Linked DNA regions of Zea mays: region 2 is linked to region 1. The links are chromatin contacts, called in public Hi-C maps. All regions are on one chromosome and are shown on one strand. Each heading gives the region's core, a stretch centred on a gene start, on an enhancer-like site or on the middle of the called end of the contact. The rest is flanking DNA. Distances are from core to core; before and after follow the strand shown.

Region 1 (6,934 bases), core at 2,005-4,504:
CACTGCAGGGCCACCTTGCAGCATCTGTAACGATAATACAATATGTTTTCTTATAAGAATATAGATGAGACAAGGTTAACACAATGTTTGATGGATTTGGAGAAAGAAAAGATGAGAATAACTAACCTTTTCGGACCCATAGTTATTGGAAGACATGGATAAATTCATACCAAGCTGAACTTTTCCGACACAATCTTGATCATCAAGATATAGAGGCCACCACCTGATGATTTCATCCTGCTGCTTTTCAAATTTGTCCAAATACAAACTCCTTCAGTGACTACAGAATTATCATGAAACATTTGCACTAAACTCATGAATTTGTTTAGACATACTTGAGTATCAGTCAATGATGAAACTTGAATTTTTGCACGGCCTATGACAACCCTATTGTTGTCTTGTACTTCAACAAGAATAACATCCCCCTGGCTCTCTAGATAACTAAAACATAAGTGATAACAGACGGTTCAAGAATACTATCTGTTTCATAGTTCCAATGAAAGAATGAATATGCAAGTACATCACAGAACAACGACTAAGGATGTAACTTACAAGAGTTGAGATTCACCAGTCCCTGGCTTCAAATATTGTGGAGAAATTGAATCTCTCTTATGACCTTTGCAAGAACTTTGCAGTTCTAGAGTGCATGTGAACATTTCTGAAAGCATAGAGCCATAGACACTGTGTTACTGTCGATGTAAATATTACTGTGACTGGGGTTTGCTATAGGAAAACAAAAACTTTCATATTAACCTTCCGGCAAAGATGTAGATGATGTGGATGTCAACATCGTAACCTGGCTCTTCAGAATCTTAGAAATCTGTCTGACATACTCACTGCCAGCTTGCATGTAGAGATTTCTAAAGGATGATGTTGCTCGAAGCTTTGGTCTTTGAGGTACAACCCGTATCTTTTTTACTGTTAATAAAAATATGTTAGTGTAAGCTTGCTTTGTTTTTCAAACATTGCTACAAGTTTACAGTTCGGACATTCCTTATTGTAATATGCTAGCCTTTTCCTGAAGAATTTTCCGATGTAATGTTTCAAGGCGAGTAATGTTGATGACTGAAATGATTGCTTATACATACCTTCAATCTCAATCTGTTTAACAAGTTTCCTTCCCTTTATAGTACAATTTCCATCCTTATCATACATTTGTTTACCATCAACTTGACTATTGTGTTTTGGATGAAGCAAGAAGTTCTGTATTCTGTTCATAAAAAGAAGCACATAAGTTGTGTGCTAAAAGGCAAAAATAGTGAAGTAATACTAGATTACTCAGAACATGTACTCATGCATAAGCTGTTGCATACCCAAAGGCACTTCGCAGTACCATGCACTCATCCCGAAGGAAGTCTGGAGCTTCCATGCAGTTTCTTGCCCATGCATTCAGACATAACCTGAAGCATGCATCATATGCAACAAAGGATTGCCATGCATTTTGGACACTGACGAGAGCAAGCAAGCAATAAGAACAGGAGGCAGACAACAACATCTTCAAATGAATAAGGTTAAAGATAAATCAAAACTCACTTAATAGTGAAGCTCGGTATCTGAGCTAATAAGTTATTCTCAACGCCATCTTCATGAACAATTGAGCTGAATTCGCATAATTTCAACAGGCAAAGAGCAAATGTTAGCCAGATTTGCCCCAAAATGTAATAAAAACTATAACTGTGAGCAATCTACAATTTCGATTTACCTCGTATGAAGCTCATGAACATCTTGGGCCAGTATATCTGCTACTGATGATACTCCATTCCTCTCAAGCCCTCCATCCATTTCAGCCCTTTCTGTTTGCAATACCATATGAATGCCAAGGAAAACACCATTTCCAGGACAAGTTAAATCAATGAATTTCTATCACAGTCTCTGATGTCCTTACCAACTGCATGAAACATAACATCCTCCTCGACCCCTGCAATTGGAGGGGCACTAGGAGTCCCCAATACCTGCTCCTCAAAGTAGCGTCCCTGTATATAAAAGGAGAACAGATTTATGAAACTGACTCTGACTTTTGATGTTCTATGGACTATATAGAGTGCTATGTGTTTCCAGGGACAGGTGTCTGGCAGATGTTAAGGTGGTGTTGCCCAAAGCAACAGCCAAGATTAACATGGTGGCAAGAAAAACTCTCAGATTCCGCAAGCTTAGGCAGGCGTGCACGATGCATTCCCATTAGAGATATAGTTTGATTGACATGCCAGGTTGAGAATTGAGTTTAGGACACTATCCCTAGTAGTAAGTACCTGTGAGGGTAAAATTGGTTTTGGTGGGCACCCTCAAATATGCTGATATGCTTAGAGTGTGAGAACTGTTGTTTCATAATTCCCAGAAATAAAGCGGGGGAGACATTTTATCTAAAAAAGTGGTATAACAGAACTAAATATTCGCAGTGTTCGTAGTGGAAACATGAGATATTATCACTGGCGTCTGGCTACAGAAGAGAAGCCGTACCTGCGAGATGGAGTCCACTGGATGTTGTGCCCCGGAACCGGAGCACTTCCCGGCATCGAACGCTCCCGCACCTCGCACTTCCACCCGCAGGAACTCCTTGGACTGCCCCCGCACGATCCCGCCGCCGCCGCCCTTCCTGCTCAGCTGCGACGTGACCTCCTCATCCCACCCTCCGCCGCAGCGGTCCATGGCCCTCCGCATGAGTCTGGAGTCGCTGGAGCACGCCTCGTCGCCGGTCTCGGAGAAGTTGCCGCCGCCGTAGCAGTCCTCGGGCATGCCCCACGATGCGACGCTCTCGTCCTCCCACTCATCGGAGTCCGCGACCGAGAGGAGCACGGAGTGGCGGCCGAGCAGGCCCGAGTGGTGCGTCCCGTTCACCCGCACTTGCGGGAGGCCCTTGGGGGAGAAGAAACCGACGCCTGCGCCGGCCCCGCACGGCCTGGCGTGCAGCGCGGGGCTCCTCGGCGCCGCCGCCACCTGTCCCAGCGGCGGGCGCTCCGACAGCGGGGACCGTGGGGGTGCGGGGGCTGGGGCTGAGGCTGGGGAGTCCATGCCCTGCTTGATCCAGCTGATCGCCGACTCGTCGAGGCCCTCCGTGAACATCATCTTCGCCGGCCGTCTTCTCAGCTACCGTGGTGTAGGGGAGCGGGATTCTGATAGAGGATTGTCGAGTGTGGGTTTCGCTACTGGGGATCGGCGAATTTGAGGGAGGCTGGTTGGGGAGGGGAAGAGGACAGGAGCCGGGTGGGAGGGAGGCGAATGGGGAGCGAGTTGGGACTTGGGATTGGGAGGTAGTGGGCGAAGTGGGGGGATGGCAACGGCTAGTTCCTCGGGCGCGGGTTTGAAGGGATCTACGTTGCACGTTGCCGAGCTGGAAAAGCAAAGCCTGGCCTCGGACGGGCCCATGTTCAGTGTTTATTAAAAGGTAATAAATCTGGTATAATTAAACACATTTGTGCAACTTTGCAGACACAAAGATGAAGGTTGGAAAAAACTTTTAAAAAATATCCATAGAAAGGTGGGATTTTTGAAAAAAATATATAAAAGAGTCTTCTTACCTTCATCCCTGTACCGCGGTTGCACCAGGTGTTTCGTTGCATTGTATATCTCTTCCTAATAAAGTCTATTTTAGGCTTTTACCTCTAAACTATCTTTGTAGTTTAGGTTTTTCTTCTAAACTTTAAAATCTGATGAACTATATTCCTCAATTATTTGTCACAACACTCTAATTTGCATATTTACAATGTTTAAATGAGTTCCAAGAAGATTTTCTTAAAAAACTTTTGATATAAAAATCACCACTTCATACCTTTGGTACCACTAGATACATAGCTTTTGCTATATAAATAAAAAAGCATCGTATAATTTAGAATAAAATAATTTAGAATAAAAGGGCAATAATGTTTTTAAACCATAGAAAATATCTCTAAGTCTCTAATACTTCTAAAGAAAATCCTACAACTACAATGGGACACCTGTTATCACCGGATTTCAGCTGAGCCCGAGACAGGCCGCAACGCAGGATGGGTCGCGAAGAACGGCCCGAAGGAACAGAAGGACGTGCCCCTGCGCGAGAGCACCCCAGGATAAGCATCCACAATTTGTGTGATGATAAGTTAGCTTAAGAGTAGGAAAAGATAGAACTCATCAGTTACACTAGGGTTAGAGAGTCCCTGGGACTATAAATATGTACATGTAAACACTTACTAGGGTAATCGTAAATCTCCACAGGATTATGACCGCAAGCTTTGGCGCATCGCCACCCCTGTTTCAGGGTTCTCCACGGGTAAGTGTCACGTCGCCCTGATCATGCTTTGCGATCAGGGCGGTGTTGTTCTTATTCGTAAAATCTTGGTGCTTTCTCGTACTGGAGCGTTTTTTATGGCGAGATGCACTAGTTATCGTAGTACCTAGAGAAATGCATCGGCAGGATCATTATAATACGTATATTGTCTACCGATTGTGAGTGCTTTGCCGTCGTCACGTGAGGTCCCCGAGCGAGAGAGCGGCACCCCATTGCGTCTCCATGTGGCGGATCCGGTCTGTCACGGCTAGTGTTTGGTTTATGAAAGATCTATCTAATATCCTCCTAGCTAGGCCTTGCATGGTAGTTGGACGTTCCAGTGACTTGATGGGCGGCTGGCATCTGTTCCGGGAGTCGGCTCGTGCCGATTCTTAAGCCTCTGAATGTAACCAGCATTAATGCACCGTCATGACCCCTAGGCCTAATTACGTGTAGGATGTTCCGGTCATGTGGTGAAGCTTTAGCCATAGTAGGTCAGGTCCGCTCCATGCGGACGGAGCGGGGTTTTGAGAGCCATCGACTCCGCGTGCTACCGAGGCATGGATCCGATGCGAGCTCGGGGAGAGCGATCGGCTCTTTACAATCGATATGACCTAGGGAGTTGAACACGGCTTGGATTGATGTTTACTAGTGTCTGTGTATATAGGGAACCTTTTCGGAGCACGTCGACACCCTCCTGATCAGGAATAGGTTAGTGTCACACCCGGATTTAAGGAACAAAACCGAGTGCATCTCATATATGCGCCAGAGAAGACAACACATATAAGAACAGAGTGCATAGAGATAAATGTCATAAATATCATAAATATACTTATTACATAGCGAAAGTCTTACAAAAATAAATGATAAAATAAAGCGAACTAAATATTATTCCCTGGCGCCACAAAGCTGACTGGGAGACGCCACCTAGATCAAGTCGAAAGCCTCAGTGTTAGGCGGCTCCTCTTCGACCACCTGTTCTTCTCCTGTGGGGGTGTGAGACAGCAAGAGTGAGCTCACATACATTCATAGCTCAACAAGTCGTGGGGAATAATGTGCATGAACTCACCAAAGGTGGGAGTTCATGTGAAGTGTAAGGCTGATCAACAAAATAAAGGCTGAAGCTGAGCATTGCTTTTATAAGTTGGTTAAAATTTTATTAGCAGTTACTAAGTATAAGTAAATATCAAACCTTAATAATAATAAAGAAAAGTAATAAATAAATAATCCCAATGCGATGCAAATGACAAATTGAGTTTTAATTCCATAGATTAATCATGTGATAGTCCGAGCTGCTCATGACCGTGAGCACGGCTAGTATACCAGTTTTACACTCTGCAGAGGTTGCACATCTTTACCCACAAGTCATGTTACCCATCTGCCAAGAGATGGCAAATCCATATGAAAGTCGCCTAGAGGGGGGTGAATAGGGCGAATCTGAAATTTATAAACTTAAGCACACCTATAAGTCGGGTTAGCGTTAGAAATATAAACGAGTCCGAGAGAGAGGGCGGAAAACAAATCCCAAGCTAATAAAGAGTATGACACAAGGGTTTGGTTTACCGAGGTTCGGTTTTTGCAAACCTACTCCCCGTTGAGGTGGTCACAAAGACCGGGTCTCTTTCAACCCTTTCCCTCTCTCAAACGGTCATTTAGACCGAGTGAGCTTCTCTTCTCAATCAAATGGAACACAAAGTTCCCGTAAGGCCCACCACACAATTGGTGTCTCTTGCCTCGGTTACAATTGAGTTTGATCACAAGAAAGAATGAGAAAGAAAAAAAAGCAATCTAAGCGCAAGAGCTCAAATGAACACAAGTGTCGCTCTCTCTAGTCACTATTTGATTTGGAGTGATTCCGGACTTGGGGGAGAATTTGATCTCTTTGGTTATGTCTAGAATTGAATGCTATAGCTCTTGTAATGTGTTGAAGGTGGGGAACTTGGATGCCATTGAATGTGGGGTGGTTGGGATATTTATAGCCCCAACCACCAAACTAGCCGTTTGGTGGAGGCTGCTGCCGCATGGCGCCATCGGACACTGTCCGGTGCGCCAGCCATGTCACCTGGCCGTTAGGGTTCGACCGTTGGAGCTCTGACTGGTGGGACCTCTGGGCTGTCCGGTGGTGCACCGGACAGGTCTTGTAGACTGTCCGGTGCGCCAACTGTGTGTGCTCTGACTCTGGCGCGCACTGTAGCGCATTGAATGCGGTTGTAGTCGACCGTTGGCGCGAAGTAGCCGTTGCTCCGCTGGCACACCGGACAGTCCGGTGAATTATAGCGGAGCGGCCTCCCATTTTCCCGAAGGTGGTAAGTTTAGCTTCGAGTTCCCTGTGCACCGGACACTGTCCGGTGGTGCACCGGACAGTCTGGTGTGCCAGACCAGGGTGCCTTTGAGATGTCTTTAGCTCTCTTTATTTGAACCCATCTTTGGTCTTTTTATTCGCTTGTTGTGAACCTTTGGCACCTGTAGAACTCATAATCTAGAGCGAACTAGTTAGTCCAATTATTTTGTGTTGGGCAATTTAGCCACCAAAATCTATTTAGGAAAAGGTGTAAGCCTATTTCCTTTTCAATCTCCCCCTTTTTGGTGATTGATGCCAACACAAACCAAAGCAAATATAGAAGTGCATAATTGTAAGTGCAAAGATTGCTAAGAATTGAGCCAATAAATTCTCATAAGATATGCATGGATTGT
Region 2 (6,934 bases), core at 1,536-4,035, 180 kb before region 1:
GGCCGCTCTGGGCGCTGAGGCCTGGGCGGGCTGGCCGGGACTGGCCGCCACGCCCTAGGACATCGGGCTGCCGGGCCGCTGCGCGCAATGGAGAAGAGGAGGGGCGAGAGGACCGCGGCCAGGGGCCTACGACACAGCACGCTAAAGGGGAGAGGACGTCAAAGGGAGGGACGAGAGACTCACCTGCGTACGCGATGACCAATAACCGCTGCTACCTGATTTGGATCTGAGGACGAAGTGACAAGCGATTAGGCAATGGCAGGGGTACCTATATATAAAAATAGGGCACGAGAGGTGGTTGCCAATTTCGCTGCGGATCACGACATGACTAGACGAGAGAGGCGGTTGTCAAGTGATGACTAAAAAGGATGGAGTAATTGTGTGAAGCGACGACTGGGAGTACCAACGGTAGACGAAAGCGAAGCTAGATGGAGGATAGACATAGGATTAGACAGGGTAACATACCGAGGGTAGACGCCAAGGATAGACGACGGGGTAGACACGAGTAGCACGACGTTTGCGAGGAGAGATGTTTTAACGATCCCGCGAAAAGGATATGAGATCTAGAACGGACTCGATGAGAGGAAAATATATACATATATTATCGAGTTTCCAGAATTTTATAGTTTTTCGCAAATGCTAAATTTTAGTTATTTAAATAATATTAGAAAAAAAATCAATTTCATATTTAATACCCGAGGAAACGTTCCGAGGATTCCAACAACTCTTGGGAATATCCTCGATATATTTTAACCTGTTACGATAATAATTTGCACTCAAACACTATGCAATGGCATGAATGCAACAATCGAAGCTTCTCTAGGATTCTATTTTACTACGCTAAAACTTATATATATAATAAAATAACTCTTCATTATTTAGAAAAAAAAGAAGGAAAGTAAGGAAATGAGAGAGTAACACCTGAATTTGGTGGATTTTAGAAAAGAAATTTTATACCCCAAATTCAGGGTGTTACAGTCGGCCCCACCGGGCAGGGAGAGAGAAAGAGAGTGTGCGAGCGCGGCTGATGCTGACTGGTGGGACCCACCTGTCAGGCGGAGCGGGGGGGGGGGCAGCTGGGCGGAGCTGGTCTTAACGGGCCAAAGACGGTTTTCCTATTTTCCTAGAAGTTTCCAAATGCTTTTCTTTTTAATTTTCTCTATGGATTTCAAATCAAATTCAAACCCAGTTCAATTCAAATAATTCAAACATGTGCATCAAACAAAAAAAATAATTTAGGCTCAGCGCGATGCAACATTTCATGACTCACATAGATTTTGCTATATTAAATAAATAGTTAATCCCTCATTCTAATAAAAAGGGAGGAGAAGTCTAGAGAGAGACAAGAGGTAACATCTGAATTTGGTAGATATTGAAGAAAAAATTTTATACCCCTAAATTCAGGGTGTTATATTAGGGTTGGATACAACTAGGCATGGCAACGTAAAATTCCCTGTTGGGGAATAGCTTCTCATTCTCGTTCCCGGATGAAATTTCTCAGCGGGGATCTCAATGGACGCTTGTGGGAGACATTTTATTCTCCATCATCGACCTCGCGAGGCCGACGGGATCCTCATCCTCACTTCAATTAAAATTAGAACGTGTGTTTTTTGTTATTAATGTAAAATATTGTTACTTATATACATTGTTAGATTAGATGTAAAAATTATTATGTGTACATTAAAATGAATATATGTGTAAAATAAGAGATCTCTTGACAAAGTAATTATTTATTTATATCATTAACTATTACACGAAAACATCGTCACGTGCAAGCTTAACTAATACCCATAGAAAACGGGGATGAAAAATGTTTCTATGTCCTTGTTTACTCGTTTATATTCCTATCTTTTAATAGATTAATTCTAAATCGGGACCTCAATGGCATCTCCAGATACAACCTTTTAGAATTCATGTTACATCGCGAGGGACCTTAAACTCTATATAACCACGTCATCGCGCATCAAAGACACAAAATCAAATTGCAATAAACTTACTGACAAAGTGCCAATGTCGGTGTTACGTCATGTGGCAAACATCCGAATTCTTTCGGATTTCTTAGCGCCAGTGTTTAAAGAAAAGTTTTGGGGTGGGATGGGGCATGAACGTCACAATTAGGGATGAATTGAACCAAAACGATCGGAAAAACTCCACTCATATTTATGTTACCATATTTTTTATTGAAAACGGGAGCGGAAGCGGGAGCGGTGCCAGAAACGAAAACGGTTGTGCAATATATGATTACACAAAAACGGATTAAAACGAATGGATATATAACAAAAACGGATAGTAACCGAAAACTTTGTCCGAAATATACAATATTATGCAATCACTCAACAAACTCCAATATTAAGAGTTTAGGACACTATAAATAACAACTTCACAAGTTTAAAAGTTAGCAAAAAAAAACATATGTTTTTAAAGATCAACATGTTGCGCAAAGGCAATACTTTTTTCATCAACATTCTTTAATCATAAACCACGAAATTACATATACATAAGATAACATCCCGTTTCGTTATCGTTTTTTTTTCCACAAATACGAAAACGTATGGATAAAAACAGAATATCGTATATGAAACCGGATTTTTTGTCCGTTTTCGCAGGAAAATGGTAGTCTTGCAAGTTTGCAATTTGCCCCGAGAATAATAAAAAAACCCTGCACATGGGCCAGACCGTCAGCCTCCTGTGGCACGTGTGAACAGCCGACCAGGCCACGTGGACCACCTGTTCTAGTTCTAGTGATCAGAGGGGAGGGAAGGGGAGGTGAACGGAGGGAGCGGAGGAAGATCTCGGGCTCTCAGAGCTGCATCCTGAACCCATCGCGTAGGAAGGGGCAAAGGAGTCGGAGCTGATCCGGCAGTCGCTCTCTCTCGGTAAGCAATTATACACTTCTTTCATCATTTGGGTACCCCTGATCTGTGGCGCATTCGTCCCCATCAATCGCGTTCGTTTGGGCTCCTGATTTCTCCGATGCTGAATCGCATGGGGTAGTTGGCGCTGTGTAGACTTGCGATTCGCGATTCTTCTCTGAGTAATTGGGCTGCCACCTGCGCTTGGTCCCAATTCACAGTAAAATCTACGCATTGCGTGGCCACGTTGGCTAGGAATTTGGAAGCAAGTACTCTCCGCTTTCAGTAATCCCAACGGTATTCTTCAAACTTTGGAATTTACATGCTTCTTTTATTCACGTTTTTTTCGTGCTCAACATCCATTTGGCAGGATTGAGTACGATTTGACGCATTTGCGGCCGAGCTTTCTTGCACCCAAGATGAGTGGGCATGGTGACACTGCGACCTCAGGTATGCGTAAATGGCTTTCTGTGACCACCTCGGAGTGGCATGGCACAAATTCCTGGTGCTCGCACTGGAATATTCTGTAGCAACCTTGAGCAAATACATATATGTTCGTGATAATGCACACACGATCTGCCGAAAACACAAGTGCAATTTTTTCCCTGAAGGCTTTCCAATTTTTGACACTTTTTGCTACATTTATGGTACAGCCACTAGTTTTCTCTATCAAGTATACTTATATTATGTATTAAGGTCACAGCAGCTTCGCTTATATTATGAACTCACATTCACCTTTGCCTTCCAGCTAAGATGGCGAAACTGAAGGAGTTGTTGCAAAAGAGTGAAAACCACATTTGTGCTGACTGTGGTGCATCTGATCCCAAATGGGCGTAAGTATTTGTGTGAGCATGAATAGGTCACCATGTGCTCAATTTCAGTTTGCTTGAACTTTCTGTCTTTTCTCCCATTTGGATATCAGCCCTGGCAGCTGGCAATGCATTTGTGGAAGACATATGAGTAGAACATGTAGAGCAATAATAAATCATGCATAACCTTGCAATATAATTTGGAAAATCCTCTGTTTGGTTCCCCATTCTTTTCTTTTTAACATAACCAGGTCTGTATACTATGCATAGGCCTTTGCTTCAAACTTTTGTGGCTGGAGAAACACAAATAACTGAGGTTTATCTTTGCAGATCAGCTAATATTGGGGTATTCATTTGCGTAAAATGTTCTGGCGTCCATAGAAGTCTCGGTACACATATTTCAAAGGTTTTTGTAGTCACACACTAAAACCAGAAATTACCTTACATGTTTCTTTCTTTCTATTTTTCTTTCCTTTTTTTGTTTGTTTTTAGAGTTTATTACTGTCTGCTAGCAATGATACCATCTTTGCAGGTAGCAATACAACATGCAAAATGCAATTGTTTGTTAGTCTGCAGTATTACTCCATGGTAATATCGTCCTTAATACATATAATGAACCTAATGTTTATCTGACACAGGTTCTGTCAGTGACACTGGACAAGTGGTCTGACAGTGAAGTTGACTCCATGATAGAAGTTGGTGGGAATTCTCAGGCAAACGCAATATATGAGGCTTTTATACCAGAGGGCTACCAGAAGCCACATTCAGATTCTACCCAGGAAGAGCGAGAAAAATTCATCAGGTTTGTGGTTATCTGGAAACGATTTTTTTTTCCCAATGGACACAAGAAATTTTGCCAAGTTCTTTGAAGATTGGTGTCTACTTGTTTTCTTTCCAAGCTTGATCTGCAGAAGGCATTTTTATTGAAGCGCGTGATCCATATTCTCCCTGTCATAAGTTGTCAGCTACCGAAGTATGTATTTCCATTGTTTCAGGTCTAAATATGAGCTGCAGGAATTTCTGAAGCCAAGCTTGCGCATTGTTTCTCATCAGCCTAGTGACTCTGGAAAACATGCCGGAAATGCTTCTCATTCTGATGGTTCCAAGAGTCAAGTATGGCTGCCCAAATTGAACATTTACTATATGTATGGTCACTAATTTGTTGCCCGGTATTTGGGTGTAGTGATTCTTTTTTTTCGTTTTTGCAGGTCGGCATGATCGAGTTCATTGGAATATTGAATGTCAAGGTGATTGGAGGCACCAACCTAGCCATCAGGGATATGTCAAGCAGTGACCCTTATGTCGTCCTGACACTTGGGCAACAGGTAATTTTGGTCGTTTTGTTAGAATCACAACAAAATAAACATATACTTTGTTATCAAATTACAGCGCCCTCTTGTTGATTGCAGAAAGCACAAACTTCAGTAATCAATGGCAACCTGAATCCTGTCTGGAATGAAGAACTGAAGCTCTCTGTTCCCCAGCAATATGGACCTCTGAAGCTGGTAATGAACTACACCATTACTATATATCACATACAGTAACAGATAATGCCATCTAAATTTTGAGGGTCCCAATAATTATGCCAACTTGAACAAACCCTTTGATCCGTTCTTTCACTCACGCAACAATGAAAGCAGCAAGTGTTCGATCATGACATGGTGTCCAAGGACGACCTCATGGGTGAGGCCGAGATCGACCTGCAGACAATGATCAACGCTGCCGCAGCATTTGGCGACCCGGAGCTGCTGGGCGACATTCAGATCGGCCGGTGGCTCAAGTCCGAGGATAACGCTCTCGTCAGGGACAGCGCCGTGGTGGTCTCTGGTGGCAAGGTGAAGCAAGGGATGGCACTGAAGCTGCAGCACACCGAGTCCGGCGAGCTGGAGTTGGAGATGGAGTGGATGCCGCTTAACGTGTAGAAATCTGCTCAAGTTGCCACCTTTATAATGGGTGTGGGATACAAAGAATTTGTTTTGCTTTTGTTGCCAAGAGAAATTGTTATATTTTGGTAATTGGCAAGGGCTCTCTTCAAAATAAAGATCTGAATCGCTAAAAGGTGTGTTGTGGATACTAAAATTTGAGAGATGATTCACAAGAAACTCCTTTTTTTCTAATCTAAATTCAAGGTTCACCATGCAGTTTATAACAATCAATGTCCTCTCGATTTGTTGATATCAATGTCCATTACATGCAAAACGACGCAAAATAGAATTGTGGGTTTGTTTTGCTATCTTGCGGGTAAAATTTTTTGCCACAGTAAATGGTGTGCATTATCTGTGGCAAGGGTCTTGGCAGTTCAAAAAACTAGATCACATGGCTCCGGTTTTTCCGTGGTGTTGGCACTGTATCATGTTTTTGCCACCAGAAAATGGTGTGATTTTTTTCCACGCCAGAAACTCATAGGCTCCGGTTTTTCCGTGGTGTGTTGCCACTGTATCATGCTTTCTTTACCGTGTACAAAATTGTACTGCATCATGTTTTCTTTACCGTGTACAAAATTGTACTGCATCATGTTTTCTTTACCGTGTATCAATTTCGGTGTCAGATGTTTATAGTAATAACAATTTGAAATTGTTGCACCGTATAACTTCCACCATTCACTTGGATATCAATAGGACAGAAGATTATCCGGCACTAGGACCTCGATAAAGGTAACACAAATCATTTCAGAAAAATGAGAAACAGGAGAGGATCACAAAAATCACAATGCTCAGTGGAAAGAGAAGTCGTTTTTTGGTTTGACGGCTCACGGTGACCAAATGGCTAACCACTGCCAAAACCATATGAATCATCATCGCATTGCCACTGCACCAAACGAATTTACCGTAAACGTAGGATCCGAAGAGAGGATACCAAAAGGAACGATACGAGGGACGTATCAAAAGGGCCTCAGTGTGTGTAACAACATAGAGCGATCAACGGCGGACGAATCCGCCTCACCGAAATCCGCTAAGATCCTTTCGGATCCAAATCATCATGAGCCCAAACCTCGAATCCATCCCTCACACGATAGGGTGCGGGGCAAAAGAAGACACAGAAGCACAAAACTAATGAACAGGAGAAGAGATTAGCACGACGAAGAAAAACCGAGCAAATAAAGCGCAGAGTGGCATAGGCGGCGACGACGGCGGAGGGTAGGGTTCAAGTTGGTACGTCAGTTTAGCATCGGCAGGTCAGGTTATATAGGGAGAGAGAAGGTGCGGACGGGAGTGGGAGGCGGCGGGCCCTAGGGTTTCCTCCACACAGCGCAAGCAACGATCTCGGAACAGT

What was found. A called contact is a pair of places that touch in the nucleus more often than the background predicts.
Region 2: a Hi-C map of leaf shows a contact between it and region 1, with 8 times the contacts expected there. The contact joins the promoter of LOC100382772 here to the promoter of LOC103626829 in region 1. A contact is called at or near these places in 8 of 25 Hi-C or Micro-C datasets (bundle sheath, ear, endosperm and 3 more).

Annotation. Positions count from the first base shown.
Region 1 is chr5:120,851,444-120,858,377 of Zm-B73-REFERENCE-NAM-5.0, reverse strand. LOC103626829 reads right to left here and starts at 3,254. Exons shown (of 22, transcript XM_008647179.4): 1 at 2,458-3,254; 2 at 1,886-1,973; 3 at 1,703-1,793; 4 at 1,534-1,599; 5 at 1,314-1,448; 6 at 1,089-1,210; 7 at 754-918; 8 at 553-658; 9 at 336-441; 10 at 127-243; 11 at 1-24. The coding sequence starts at 3,063.
Region 2 is chr5:121,034,808-121,041,741 of Zm-B73-REFERENCE-NAM-5.0, reverse strand. It overlaps LOC100382772 (putative calcium-dependent lipid-binding (CaLB domain) family protein), which reads left to right and starts at 2,785. Exons shown (of 9, transcript NM_001175481.1): 1 at 2,785-2,876; 2 at 3,223-3,302; 3 at 3,601-3,685; 4 at 3,992-4,067; 5 at 4,300-4,463; 6 at 4,657-4,774; 7 at 4,870-4,986; 8 at 5,071-5,166; 9 at 5,302-5,776. The coding sequence starts at 3,272. The coding sequence ends at 5,583. It overlaps LOC111589440 (small nucleolar RNA R11/Z151), which reads right to left and starts at 6,648; the gene lies at 6,549-6,648. It overlaps LOC111589441 (small nucleolar RNA Z152/R70/R12), which reads right to left and starts at 6,465; the gene lies at 6,370-6,465.